2 separate regions of the Mus musculus genome follow, and region 1 is linked to region 2. A link is a contact called in public HiChIP or PLAC-seq data. All regions are on one chromosome and are shown on one strand. Each heading gives the region's core, a stretch centred on a gene start, on an enhancer-like site or on the middle of the called end of the contact. The rest is flanking DNA. Distances are from core to core; before and after follow the strand shown.

Region 1 (6,276 bases), core at 240-2,739, 140 kb before region 2:
GGTTAAATGTGCCATTTCAATTCCAGCTTTACTGACATCCTTTATGTGGTCTGTGTTTCCCTGGAGGGTGCAGAATATAGAAAGCCACTGTGGACAAATCTGAAAGAAGACTGTAAGCCGACATAGAAGAGTCAGAGCAGAAATACACAGCAATCTTGACAATGAAGGTTGTGGAGGCACTGGGGCATCCGTCCATTTTCATCCTGGAACTTCTGTGAAGGACGCTCCATCTTGGGGTTAGAGAGCCCTAAGAAAAGCCTGGCCTGGGCTTTGGCAAATGCAGATTCCTTGAGAGACCTGGTAGCAGGGAGGCAAATTTTACCTCTTTTTTTCTGACTTGGAAAAGACAAGCAATTCCTTTCTCCTTTCTTTCCAGGTAGGGCATTGGCTTTTCAGAGCAATGTTATGCAAGGTCCCTAGCCAAAAGTGTGGCACCCAACATCACCCTCTCTTTACCTCACTTTGATCTGAGGCTTGAAACTCCACTCATCACAGGCTTACTGGGATTGCCAGCGCTCCTCTTTCAAACACATTAGGAATCTTAAATGATTTAGTGGAATCTTTCTGAGACAGTTGTATCTGAAACAGACTGTTCAGGCTTGCAAGGGCAAAAGATATTCTAAAAGAGAAACTTCTAGAATAATATTCCCAAACAGAGTATTGGGTCCCCTGAATGAATGGAAGTAGAAAGTCACAAATAGGGTAACCCCTGGTGTGAGTCAGGCGAATCGTGCCCTATTTGTACAAAGTGGTAAATTCTGTTTGCAATAAAAGTACTAGCCTATTTTTTTTTAATTCTAAACAAATATTTCCCTCCGCTAGTCAGCTGAATTAGTGGGAATGATGCGTTCTCTTTCTCTGTAGAAGTCTGTAAACATATTTCCTCAGTGGGAAAAACAGAGCTATCTGGAATGGAAGAAGGGACTGGCATTTGAAGCTTCACCGTAAGAAATGATTTTTTTCCCCAGCATTCAGATTTGAGTTTTAATATGTTATTGGCTCTGGGAATCAAGATGCCCCAGAGTAAGTATGTATGAACAGGCAGAGATGTGCATTTTAAGCGTGTTCTTTGGGGATCATAATCAGAACATAGGCATCATTTAAGGAAAGGCAAGGAAGACGACTTTCTTATGTTCTGCACAAGTTTTCTATTAAAGATACCAGATGCTCATCGTTGAGAAAGATACAGCCTCCTCTCCTTGATTAAAAATTAAAGCAGAGACCTCAAATGCTCTGATTTAATAACCTATCATTTTTAAATTTTTTCCCTGCAGTTGTTTTGATACAAGAGTTAGAAATCATGAGGACAGCCAGCTTAAAACTGCAGAGCACAACAAAAGGCAGGAATGAGAATAGATAAGGCCTCTCCCAACCTTAATTATCTCCTTCAGGAAGAGGTGCTGTGGAGATTGTTGCCTGCTACAGCTTAGCTGGGTAACTGTTAGCAGTTGTGAAGCCTGCTTTCCCTGAAGCAGTAGAGGGTGCTATGCGGACGTAAGTGAGGAGATGCTGCATTTCTTGTCAGGGACTTAGGCACCTCTCTCTCTCTCTCTCTCTCTCTCTCTCTCTCTCTCTCTCTCTCTGAGGCATCTGCTCTTCACAAAAAGAACTGAGAAGAGGAGAAGAAGAAACGAGTCCCAAGGTTATACTGAAGGACACAGCTGGATTATTCACTCCTTAGAGAGCACAGAAATAAACCCTTTTGCAATTCTGGTGAGGTTTGGCATTTCTAAGTACTTGGGAAGAGCTAAGGGTGTGGGCAGCTTTAAGAAATGATAAGTTTGAGAATTTCTCTGGAGCTTAAGACTGAGACTTTAATCTGTCTGAAAGCAAGATGTAAAAATTTGGAGTGCAGTAATGCTTGCAATTACAGGAGACTTTTTGACGAGCGATGAAGTAATTCCTATAATTTCATTAGTGGTTTTTTTTTTTTGTTCTCTCTCCCTCTCTTGCTCTTCAAGTTTTTTATATTTTATACATTTGATGACAATCCAAAATCTTACCAAGATGGATCTGAAATACATTCTGACAAAATTATCCTGAGTTCCTTTTAGAGGCATCTATTTCAGAGCCGGCCAGCCCTCTGCCACTAAGACTCCTATGAATTCTTTAGCAGAAGGAGACATTGACTCTTGGAGGTTAAGGAACCCATCCAAGTCAGCCAGTTGGTTCACGGCAAGTAGGAGATCCCAGTATCCTTGTTCCTGGTTCAAAGCTCTCCCTGCCCTAAATCTTAGCATTTCATATGGTATTCTTACTGCATTCTGTCCTTTGAGAATGTAGTATTCACTGATTTACTCGAAGAAGTCTTGCCCCGTTCTATGATGGGCTGAGAAGGAAGCTAAACATCACTCCACAGTTCCGTATACAGCTTTGTACCCATTCACACCAATGTCAAGTCAGCCACCTTCTGTTCAGCTGCCTTTTCCTGACTCTAAACCCCCGGCTTCGTGACTGATTTCACTATTTCGTGTCAACAGTAGAGTAAAGTTCATCTGACTCAGAGTAAGGGAAGTGGGCCAGGTGGCCAGGGTTGTGTAACACCTTCCTCACTTGAGACAGGGCAAGAGTGAAGAGCCGAGGCTGCCTGCCATCACTGATGCTGCACACAGAGGTGAAAAGTTCAAGGTCCCAGAAAACCCCTAGGCTGATACCCGCCGAAAAGCTACTTTGATTCTCTGAGAGTGAGCAGAGATGATGCTGGCAGGAGAACCATAAGGTGTTCTCTTGGTATGCCTTCCCTGATGTGACAAAGCAGAAGAAACGGGGGTGGGAGGGCAGGTGCTTCCAGAGACATGGCGGAGACAGGACCAGTCACACCCTGGTCATCTCATAAGAGTGAACTCCTCGCCTGCCAATCTCAGAAGATGAAAGCCGTGCAAAAGTTTGTAGTGTGTCTGTGGGGATGCACTTGGGAATTATTCCTGGACTGCACAAAGTATATGGAGTCTTAAATCCAACCACCTCTGTGAGAAGCAGAGGAGACTCAATAAACTTCATGAACAGGCAGGAAAGAGTGTCTTCTTTCCGTGTGTACGAAGTATCATAATCGGGGAGTGCTCCAGCAGGGAACAGCGACTGGAAAGAGGATGCTCCTGAACTATGGAGCAAGTTAACAGAGGGTGTGGACTTCTGTGCTATTTGATCATCCCAGATGACACCCATGAACCTCAAAGGAGGTGCTCTTTTGTTTTGTCGCATCTCAGCTTTCTGTTGTTGTGCTAAAGTAAAGGATATACGATTTATTTAGTACATAGCAAATCATGGAACCTATTATACTCAGGAAAGGACACAGGCAGGTTTAAAGAGGGCTATGTAAATTACACAACCGCCAAGGAGTAATGAAGGAAATTAGAAATGCTTTGACATCGTGCCTATTTTTTATGCCCTTGTTATTCTAGAGGTTTACCTATGTCTATTCATATAGATATTCAATTAATATTCATGTGAAGTAATATTTTCCCACAGACTACCCATGAATGGCCACTTCACTTACAGAGCATAATATCTGGCTATGCCCCTCCCAACCCCCCGGAGGGAAAGAATGGTATTTGTGAAAGAAGCCCGTTCTAATCCTGCCACTTGAGAGTTGTAAGACAGAAACCAAGCTTTTTCTCTCAATTGTAAAGCAAAAACTTTGGTGTGTGCCCGTATTGTGCTGTTAGGATTTTTTTTTCCATGACAAATGTCAGTGGACCTAGCAAGTGATTATGGCTTTGAAGGAATAGCATGGGCCTTTCTCTATTCTCTGCATGCTCAAAAATGAATGTCTGTAGTCATTACTATCATTATCAGTCCATGCTATCAACTTCTGAAACACTTTCCAAGCCAGTCTTGTTACTATCTGGTTGGGAAATCAGTTTGTCCCTGACTATGTGCATATGGCTACAAAATGCATGTCAAACTCATACATCTCTGGCATATGTGTGTGTGGTTTTTGCCTTGGAATTTCTTGAGTATCCTTGTTGATAGTATTACCAGCAATCTGTATCTCTGGCTTACAGGCAATTCACACTAGTGATACATCGCTGCATTACCCTGAGAGAATATGTTTACCGTAGCAAGTTTCATTGCTTTCCCCCTACCCCCACCCCTGCATTGCATTGTTTGCTTTTGCTTGTTTGAATTGGGAAGCAATTTCCTTCCTAAAAGATATGGAAATCCTCTGTGTGTGTGTGTGTGTGTGTGTGTGTGTGTGTGTGTGTGTGTGTGTGTTATTAGCAAAAGTCATCAATGTGTTAATTCTCAGAAAAAAAATGGTTCTTTCTAATAATATCCTATGTAACTGATATTCTATGTCATTTTAAGTAACCAAAGTTTGATGATACCCAAGAAAGACACAACCTCCATTAGAGTATTGCCAATTAAATGAAGCTGTGCTCCTTGCTTTTTCAAATTCAACCCGTGAGCCAATTTCAAAATGGCCTCATAAATCACCAAGGAAGCCTGACTGTTGCTCACCCTGCCTCCAAGTTTGACAATATGCCTTTATAACTTACATTGATAATGATCTCTCGAGGGAGTCAAAAGTGTTCTAAATTTTGGGGTTCTCTTATGCCTTTAGACACCTCACCAGAAGGGTAACTAATGCTGTTGGGTTCTACCAACATCATTTTCACCTTCTTTTTAACCTCGTGTGGCTCAGGCATTAGAACATGTTTAAAACTAATGAAAAAGCTTAGACAGTGGTGGTTTTCGCATCCTTGTTTTGTTTCATTTCTTCTTCTCTACCACATCCCCCGATAACGATTTCCACGGGCTGGAAACAGTGAGGACAGAAGTTCTCACTGGATATATTTTAAATGGGGTTGATAGCTCCGCAAGTGATCTCATAGCCCCCAAAGCACTTTACACACTGAGTAATCACTTCAGACACTAAATATAGAAAATATAATCTTTAAAACCATCACAAATAAATCCATATTTGAAACTTAGTCTACCACAAAGTGTCTCTGCTTTTGATGTAGCCTTTAAAAATCGTCATGGATGCCCTGATGGAGCTGGCTTCTTGTTACTGCTCTTCTTGTTGGTTTGATTGATTTTCTTCATGATGCTTTAAGGTATACCTCACCCTCTTAGTCATTTTGGTTATGTGGAAGCAGGATGCTGTCATGATGGGAACGGTGTACCCAATGATCTTCATCTAATTCCTTACTGGATTAGGGAGTAAATATCTCATTTCTGAGGTTTAAATAAAACCATGATAATTTTTTTATTTATGGAGGATTTTCTCTATATAACATGCACAGTATTGCTATAAAATAATAGGCTTTATAATACATATAACTAAACTATATGTCTTTAAACACACACATATATAACTATAACTATATATGTATATATAGTTTACACTGAGGATTGATGTTATTTCAGCATTAATAACTCCATTTATTCAATATTTAATTAGGCATGGACATGAGTAGTAGATTAATTGCAAGTATATTAGGATAGAGTAATTTCAAGACAAAGGTTTTGTTTTCTATAAAAACACAATGCAAATAACCACCATTTCAATCACTCATCCATCTGGTACATCAGTCTTGTGATCTATTTATTTAAGCTACATACCAGTAATAACTGGTGTCAGATCTGAAAGATGTGGCCCATGCCTTCTCTGGTGTGCTCTGGCATGCTCTGGTGTGGTTGTGTCAGCAGAGGCTCACATGCTGGTATTAAACACAACCCTGAGCAGTTAGGAAAAAAGAAGCATTTCTTCAAACAAACTTTCTTTGGCAAGTTCACCTTGGTTGTAGATGACCGAGAAAATAATGAACTAGAACCTTACTTAATCTTTTCCAAACGTGAGTTCTCTTAGATGACTGAGATATTTTGTCCCATAACAGTGATTTTTCATGTTGAAATTTTTTTCTTATTTATAAATAATAAAGTAGGTGTAAAAGTGCTTTACATGGATAAATCCTCTCCTTAGATAGTAAAAATACTTGTGATTTCACCATTTATGTAGCAAGCAGGTTTTGTTACCTGGGGGGCTAGCAACCTGAGGTGAGGACCTCTGCCTAAGTATATAACTTAGTATAGTCACTTTAGCTCAAAATCCATTCTGGAGAGTGGTGCCTTTATGAAGTGCATTTGGTTTCACTAAATGCTTTTTTTAAACCACATAAAATAGCATATGATGTCACCTCTGATTCCTGTGTAAAGAAGTTCCCTCCTTCTTGCCCAAATCCTTCTACTCCACACCCCACCCCACAAGTTTGACTAACTCATCCACGTTGAAGTTTTCTTTCCCTTCCCAAACCATGCTTTTGACATTTC
Region 2 (6,227 bases), core at 3,134-5,633:
TCATTTGATTCCTTACAAGAGGAACACTAGCCGGGCAGTAGTGGCTCACACCTTTAATCCCAGCACTTGGGAGGCAGAGGCAGGTGGATTTCTGAGTTTGAGACCAGCCTGGTCTACAAAGTGAGTTCCAGGACAGCCAGGGCTACACAGAGAAACCCTGTCTAAAAAGAAGACAAACAAACAAACAAACAAACAAACAAAACAAAACCAGAAACAACAACAACAAAACAGGAGGAACACTGGTGGCAGCATAGAAGTCTACATTCGTTCTGGTGAAACCTGGCCAACTACACTTCTCTGGGAAATCTAAATACTGGGAAATCTAAATAGGTGCAGATAGGCTGAGACATTCTTTGCCCTGGCAAAAACTAGAGAAAGAAAGGCAGTTAGTACATTTTCAGCCCAAGGAACTTATTCATAATGACCTGGTGGGGCAAGGAGAAACTTAGAGAGCATACTAGATCACAGGACTTTAGGGAGAAAGCCATGGGCATTCAGCCACGTTTTGGGTCAGGAAAACTTGAAGCCCATCCTATTGTTGGGGGCAACCACTAACTGACCATCAAACTTTGGACCTCAGTGTGTCCATCAGAAGGAGCTCGGTTTATTATACTGTCATAGAGCTCTCAGTCCTCAGCCTCAGTTTCTTCACGTGCAAAAATGGAAACAATCTTATTTAAGTAAGAAAAAAAACTATTATGTCAGTTAAGCATCTAAGAGAAGGCTCAATATTTAGTAATTATAAGGAGGAGGAGATGCTTCAAGTCAGAGATGAATGGGTGAGATGTCATCCCAAGATTCTGCTCTTTGAGGGATGAAGAATGATAGATTTGAGGCAACCTCAACTGCAGAGAGAAGGCCAGGCCAATATATGTACACACACACACACACACACACACACACACACATATATATATATCATATATATCATATATACTATTCATTATAATAATACATATTAAAACAATATTTGTATTATTTATATTATATATAGTAATATATATATATACACATATATATATTCTCTAAACCACCCAGAAAGCCTATTTTAACATTATTTATGTCTATTAAAGAGTTCTAGTTTCCGATTGTGTGTGAGTATAGGCATGAACATCCTACAGAGTTCACGTTGAGGTCAGAGGACAATCTCAGGTGTTGGTCTGTATCTTCCCTCTTACTTGATATAAGGTCTCCACATTGTTTTTCTGCTGGATAAGCCAGGTTAGCTGGCCTCTGAGCTTCCAGAAAATGTCCTGTGTCACCATCCCATCTCCTCCAAGCAGTGCTGGGAATATATACACTCTTGTTACCATGTCCAGCTTTTACCTGGGTTCCAAGGAATTAATCTTGGATCTTCAGGCATATGCAGAAAGCATTTATATCAGCAGAATCATCTTTCTTACCATTAACCTCTGCCTTCAAATTCTGTCATAAATGCCACCACCACCCCTAGCAGGATATAAAAGCTAGGATCCCCATGACATGAAGGGCAATGTGGGTAATGTTTGCAGGTCACTATTTGTGGGGTTGCTCTTTGTGAATCCTACCCTAGTACTTCTGAAATGTGCCTTACTGGGTGCAGCCATCCCTGCTAAGATAATGACGGAGGCAATAGCCACACCTCACCTCTCAGATCAGTTCCTTCTCACATACCAGGAGAAGTTCTCCCTTCCACCAGTTCATCCTGAAACTGACTAGAGACCTGACTGCTGTATGTTTAAATTCTGCGGTTTCCTTTCTACCTGCCTCACGATCTTGTTGTCTGCTGGGACCCTTTTGCCTTATATATAATTCTCACCGTCATTCACAACCAGCTACCCATTTGGGTCAGAAGGAATAGGCCTCCTGATTTTTAATAAGGATAGTCTTACAAATGAAGAAAGGTAGCATTTTAATTGTTACAGATCTTTGCTTTGTTGTGACACAGAAGTTGACATTTACCTGATGCTGCTTATATCCTAGACACCAGTGTGTTTTTAAAGAGACTTCAGCTCCCTGGGTCTTTAAAGGCCGTATGAACATCAGATCTATCTATGCCTGCTGGCTCCTTCCATGCAGACATTAATTCAGTTTCCATTTAACTCCTATCAATGGCCTTATCTTTCCTTTTTTTATTATTATCTTTCTCAACAACAATAGGATTCTTTATCACTGTGGCTTAGTCAGTGGAAGGACAGACTGCCCTAGCCTGGTGTTGCTTTCCCTGGACCCAGTGGAGCCTGTATTTTCCCTCTGCATCTTGCCATTTGTCAACACTTACATTTTTGGTAGCTGCTTTAAATTAACAATTCTCACAAAATTATTATGATTAGTGATCTGTCACCATTAGCCATAATACATGCTGTGATCTTCCAGTGGCTTCAGGAAGACCACATCAGGCCAAACATTTCCATGTGAGGTTTATTGACAGAAAGAGGGGCAAGGTGGCAGTGGAAAGAAAAGGGGGGGGAGGGAAAGGGAGAGGGAGAGGGGGAGGAGAGGGAGAGAGAGGAGGGGTGCCTTTCTTTATATATGGATGGTGATATAGTCACAGGTAAAGGTAAGAGGTGAGTCAAGTGGATTCTGGGAATATGGTGACTGTTGCCTTGGCAACGATGTGCTGGTCATGCCCATGTGATGTTCTGGGTTTCCGAGGTCCTGATACCAACAATACGGAACATTTGAGACAGTCCTTCTATTTACATTTTATTTTTGGAACTAACTTGTGTTAGGTAAGCACAGATGACTTGAATAGTGACTTGGCTTTGGTAAGGCCTAAAAAATCATATTTTAAAAAGCCAAAGAACTTCCCTCTGTGGTGGTTACAGTACTTTAATTCAGTAAGAAGGGGAAAAAACTTACTCTTTTTTTTCTTAAGTCTATCAACCTAACAAAATCTCTTTCAACAAAATAAACAAGCTAGTCATTCATTCATTCATTCATTCATGTTCACAAGACAGGGATTTTTCTGTATAGCCCTGGCTGTCCTGGAACTCTCTCTGTAGACCTGGCTCTGCCTACATCTGTGTTTAAAGACGTGAGCCATCAGGACCCGGCTAACAAACTATTTTAAATCACAGCTAACTTGTCATTTTTTGTTGTTTGGTTTTTTGTTGTTGTTTTGTTTTTTCGAGACAGGGTTTCTCTGTATAGCCCTGGCTGTCCTGGAACTCACTTTGTAGACCAGGCTGGCCCCGAACTCAGAAATCTGCCTACCTCTGCCTCCCAAGTACTGGGATTAAAGGCATGCGCCACCATGCCGGCTTGTCTTATTTTTTTTAAATTGAATATTTCATTTATTTACATTTCAAATGCCATCCCTTTCCGGATTCCCCTCACACCTACCCACTCCCTCCTCACCACCCTAGCATTCCTCTGCACTGGGGCATCAAGTCTTCACAGGACCAAGAGCCTCCCCTTCCATTGATGCCAGATGAGGCCCCTTCAGCTCCTCAGTCCTTCCCCTAACTCCCCTATTGGGATCCCTGTGCTCAGTCTGATTGTTGGCTGCAAGCACCCCCATCTGTATTGGTAAGGATCTGGCAGAGCCTTTCAGGAGACAGCTGTATCAGGCTCCTATCAGCAAGCACTTCTTGGCGTCTGCAATAGTGTCTGGGTTTGGTGTCTGTATGTGGGATGGACCACCAGATACGGCAGTCTCTAGATGGCCTTTCTTTCAGTTTCTGCTCCACAGTTTGTCCCAGTATTTCCTTTAGACAGGAGCAATTCTGGGTTAAAATTTTGGAGATGGGTGGGTGACCCCATTCCTCAATGTGGGGAGTGGGCATGGCTAAACTCTGAATATGGTCTTCACAGGTTCTCCCTTCCCTTTGTGGGGTATTTCAGCTAATGTCATCCCCATGGGGTTCTGGGAGGCTCTTGCTTTCCTGGCATCTGGGACTTTCTGGTTGCTACCCCTAGAGCCCCATCCCCCATTGCTACACACCTCTGTTCAATTTCCTGACCCTCTGTACATCTCTTTCATCTCCTCCCATACCTGATTCTTCCCCTCTTTTCCCCCCTCCCCCTCTTCTCTTTCTCCTAAATCCCTCCCACGTTCTACTTCCCATAAATAACTCCTTTAAGGAAATACAGGAGAACACAAGTAAACAGGTAGAAGCCCTTAACTCGTCTTTTTTTTAAAACCCATTTTTAGCCATCTCTTTGGGCTGCTTCTCAAGACAACTGGTGTCTTAATATAAAAAGGGGAAACAGGGCCCCTCCTGGCATCTTTGGTTCTAATCCTAACCATACAGAAGACAGATAGGGGGATCTGACTTCTTCCTTTTGGAGCCATGACCCTGAATTTGCCCAGGCAGCTTCCAGCTTCCAGCCAAGGATGCTCCTGCTTTCAGAAGCCCTAGGGGTTTCCATTTCCATAGGGCTTATCCAGAAAGAAATCGTGTAGATAAAGAGGGAGGGGCGGTTACTCCCACAGATCCTGTTTGTGAGTTTCTGGCCTTTGTCCTCTATTTCTCCTGATATCAGTCTTTCAATGCATCTTTCGAAGGCTGTGTGTGTGTGTGTGTGTGTGTGTGTGTGTGTGTGTGTGTGTGTGTGTGTGTTGGGATTTCTGAATCAGTGTTAATACCACAGTATACTTACAAGACCAGTGTTTAAGCTTGTGAGCAGGCTGTGGAGTCATCTCTCTTTTTTGTTTTCTTCACATTTAGGAGAGGATTTTACAGGTACTATTTGTGGGAGAGCTTGATACTTTCGGTGTGCATTTAAGTGTTGTTGTTGCTGCTGCTGCTGTTGTTGTTTTGTTGTTTTATTTGCTTATTTGATTCCTCCCTCTCCTGCTTGCATCCCCTTAAAGAAACACAGAGGACAAGCAGGAAGGGATGGGAGCCACCTGGTAAGAAGTCAAAGTGAGCTCTCACTAATTTAATAACCTCCAGATATTTTTGAAAGTTCTTCATGGAATTCTAGTAGTTTTCCCTTGGTGGGTTTTGTATTTTTTTGTTTGTTTGTTTTTGTTTTATTACTGACAAAAAATGGGTAGGAAATTTTAAGGTATGGGGGAAAGTAGAGAGAATTCTCTCTGCCAATTGATTTGAATCTACTTTAAGTTTAAACACATTACTGGATGACTAAGCCTTATTAGTCAGTAGGAAAACCTTACTGTTAGTGGGATTAGAGGTAGCACAGGAGAAGTCTCCATTGGAGATTTCTGTCTATCAATAAATCAAGGGTAAGTGGAAAAGAAGAAGAAGAAGAAGGAGAAGGAGAAGAAGAAGAAGAAGAAGAAGAAGAAGAAGAAGAAGAAGAAGAAGAAGAAGAAGAAGAAGAAGAAGAAGAAGAAGAAGAAGGAGCAAGAACCTGAAGAAAAAGGAACACTCAAGGGTTGGTTCTGAGAGACTTTAGGGTCACAATGAAAGAGACAAGAGATTCTTCACAGACCTTCTCTGGAGATACTGTCTCCCGGCTTTGCTACACAGAGATATAAGTGTCATCTACTCATGGTGAATGTTAGCACCAAAAAGACCTAATTTATTTTTCTGCTTTATGCAATCATAGGGATTAAAGGTGTAACTGGTAATATAGTTATAAAAAATTCATTACCATAAGTCATTCACTAATTTTTTAAAAATAGATAATGTAGTTTTGTATTTATACACACACGTGTGAGCCTGCATGAGTATATTTGCAATATGTGTGGGCAGGAGTCCAGAAGAGGGTGTCGGACCTTCTGCAACTGGAAGTACAGGTGTTTGCAAGATGTCATGGAAGTGCTAGGAACAGGACCTAGGTACTCTGTATGGACAGTGAGTAATTTTTGCCACTGAGTCACCTCTCCAGTGCCAGATTTATTAATTTTTTTCTTTACTTACGTAATACTGAGGCAGCCAAGATGAGTGTGGGAGAAAGTGGGTATGATCTTTCATGGATAGGCACCACACACTTTTCTTTCAGGTTGATAAGATATTTTCAGTTTGGTTCAGAAAACTCTGTGTCCTGTAGGACTGACTCTCTTCAACAGTACACAAGAGTTAGCAACGAATCCGGCATTTGCTGCTCACAATAGAGGCCTCTCTCCTTGCCTGGTGTCTTGATATATGGCCTGCTGTAAATATTGACAGTTATGTTGCTGGAAAGAATAACACGGAGAAGGCTTTTCTTGGGCTTCCCAATTGCATTTCTTGGTTAATTGATTGGCCAGCTGTCTCTGCCGTCTCTTGACCTCCACAAGAGCCAGCAAGATTGATGGTTTCAACAGGCCTTTCATAGCGCACTGAAGCATTCAG

The links. HiChIP or PLAC-seq counts read pairs in DNA pulled down with a chosen protein or histone mark.
Region 1: an H3K27ac HiChIP or PLAC-seq map of extraembryonic endoderm stem cells shows a contact between it and region 2. The contact joins two enhancer-like sites. A contact is called at or near these places in 1 of 484 Hi-C or Micro-C datasets (nephron progenitors) and 2 of 115 datasets of contacts at active chromatin or transcription factors (extraembryonic endoderm stem cells and trophoblast stem cells).

The regions. Positions count from the first base shown.
Region 1 is chr8:32,210,509-32,216,784 of GRCm38.p6, reverse strand. It overlaps a transcript of Nrg1 not described here. Among named protein-coding and RNA genes, the nearest start is that of Gm22140, 28 kb to the right of the region's middle. Within about 2 kb of position 1,489, at least 16 of the 459 cell types and tissues checked have an H3K27ac peak or open chromatin away from gene starts, as enhancers often do. A contact at or near this core is called in extraembryonic endoderm stem cells, where this site is marked.
Region 2 is chr8:32,069,222-32,075,448 of GRCm38.p6, reverse strand. It overlaps a transcript of Nrg1 not described here. Among named protein-coding and RNA genes, the nearest start is that of Gm26578, 62 kb to the right of the region's middle. Within about 2 kb of position 4,383, at least 4 of the 459 cell types and tissues checked have an H3K27ac peak or open chromatin away from gene starts, as enhancers often do. A contact at or near this core is called in extraembryonic endoderm stem cells, where this site is marked.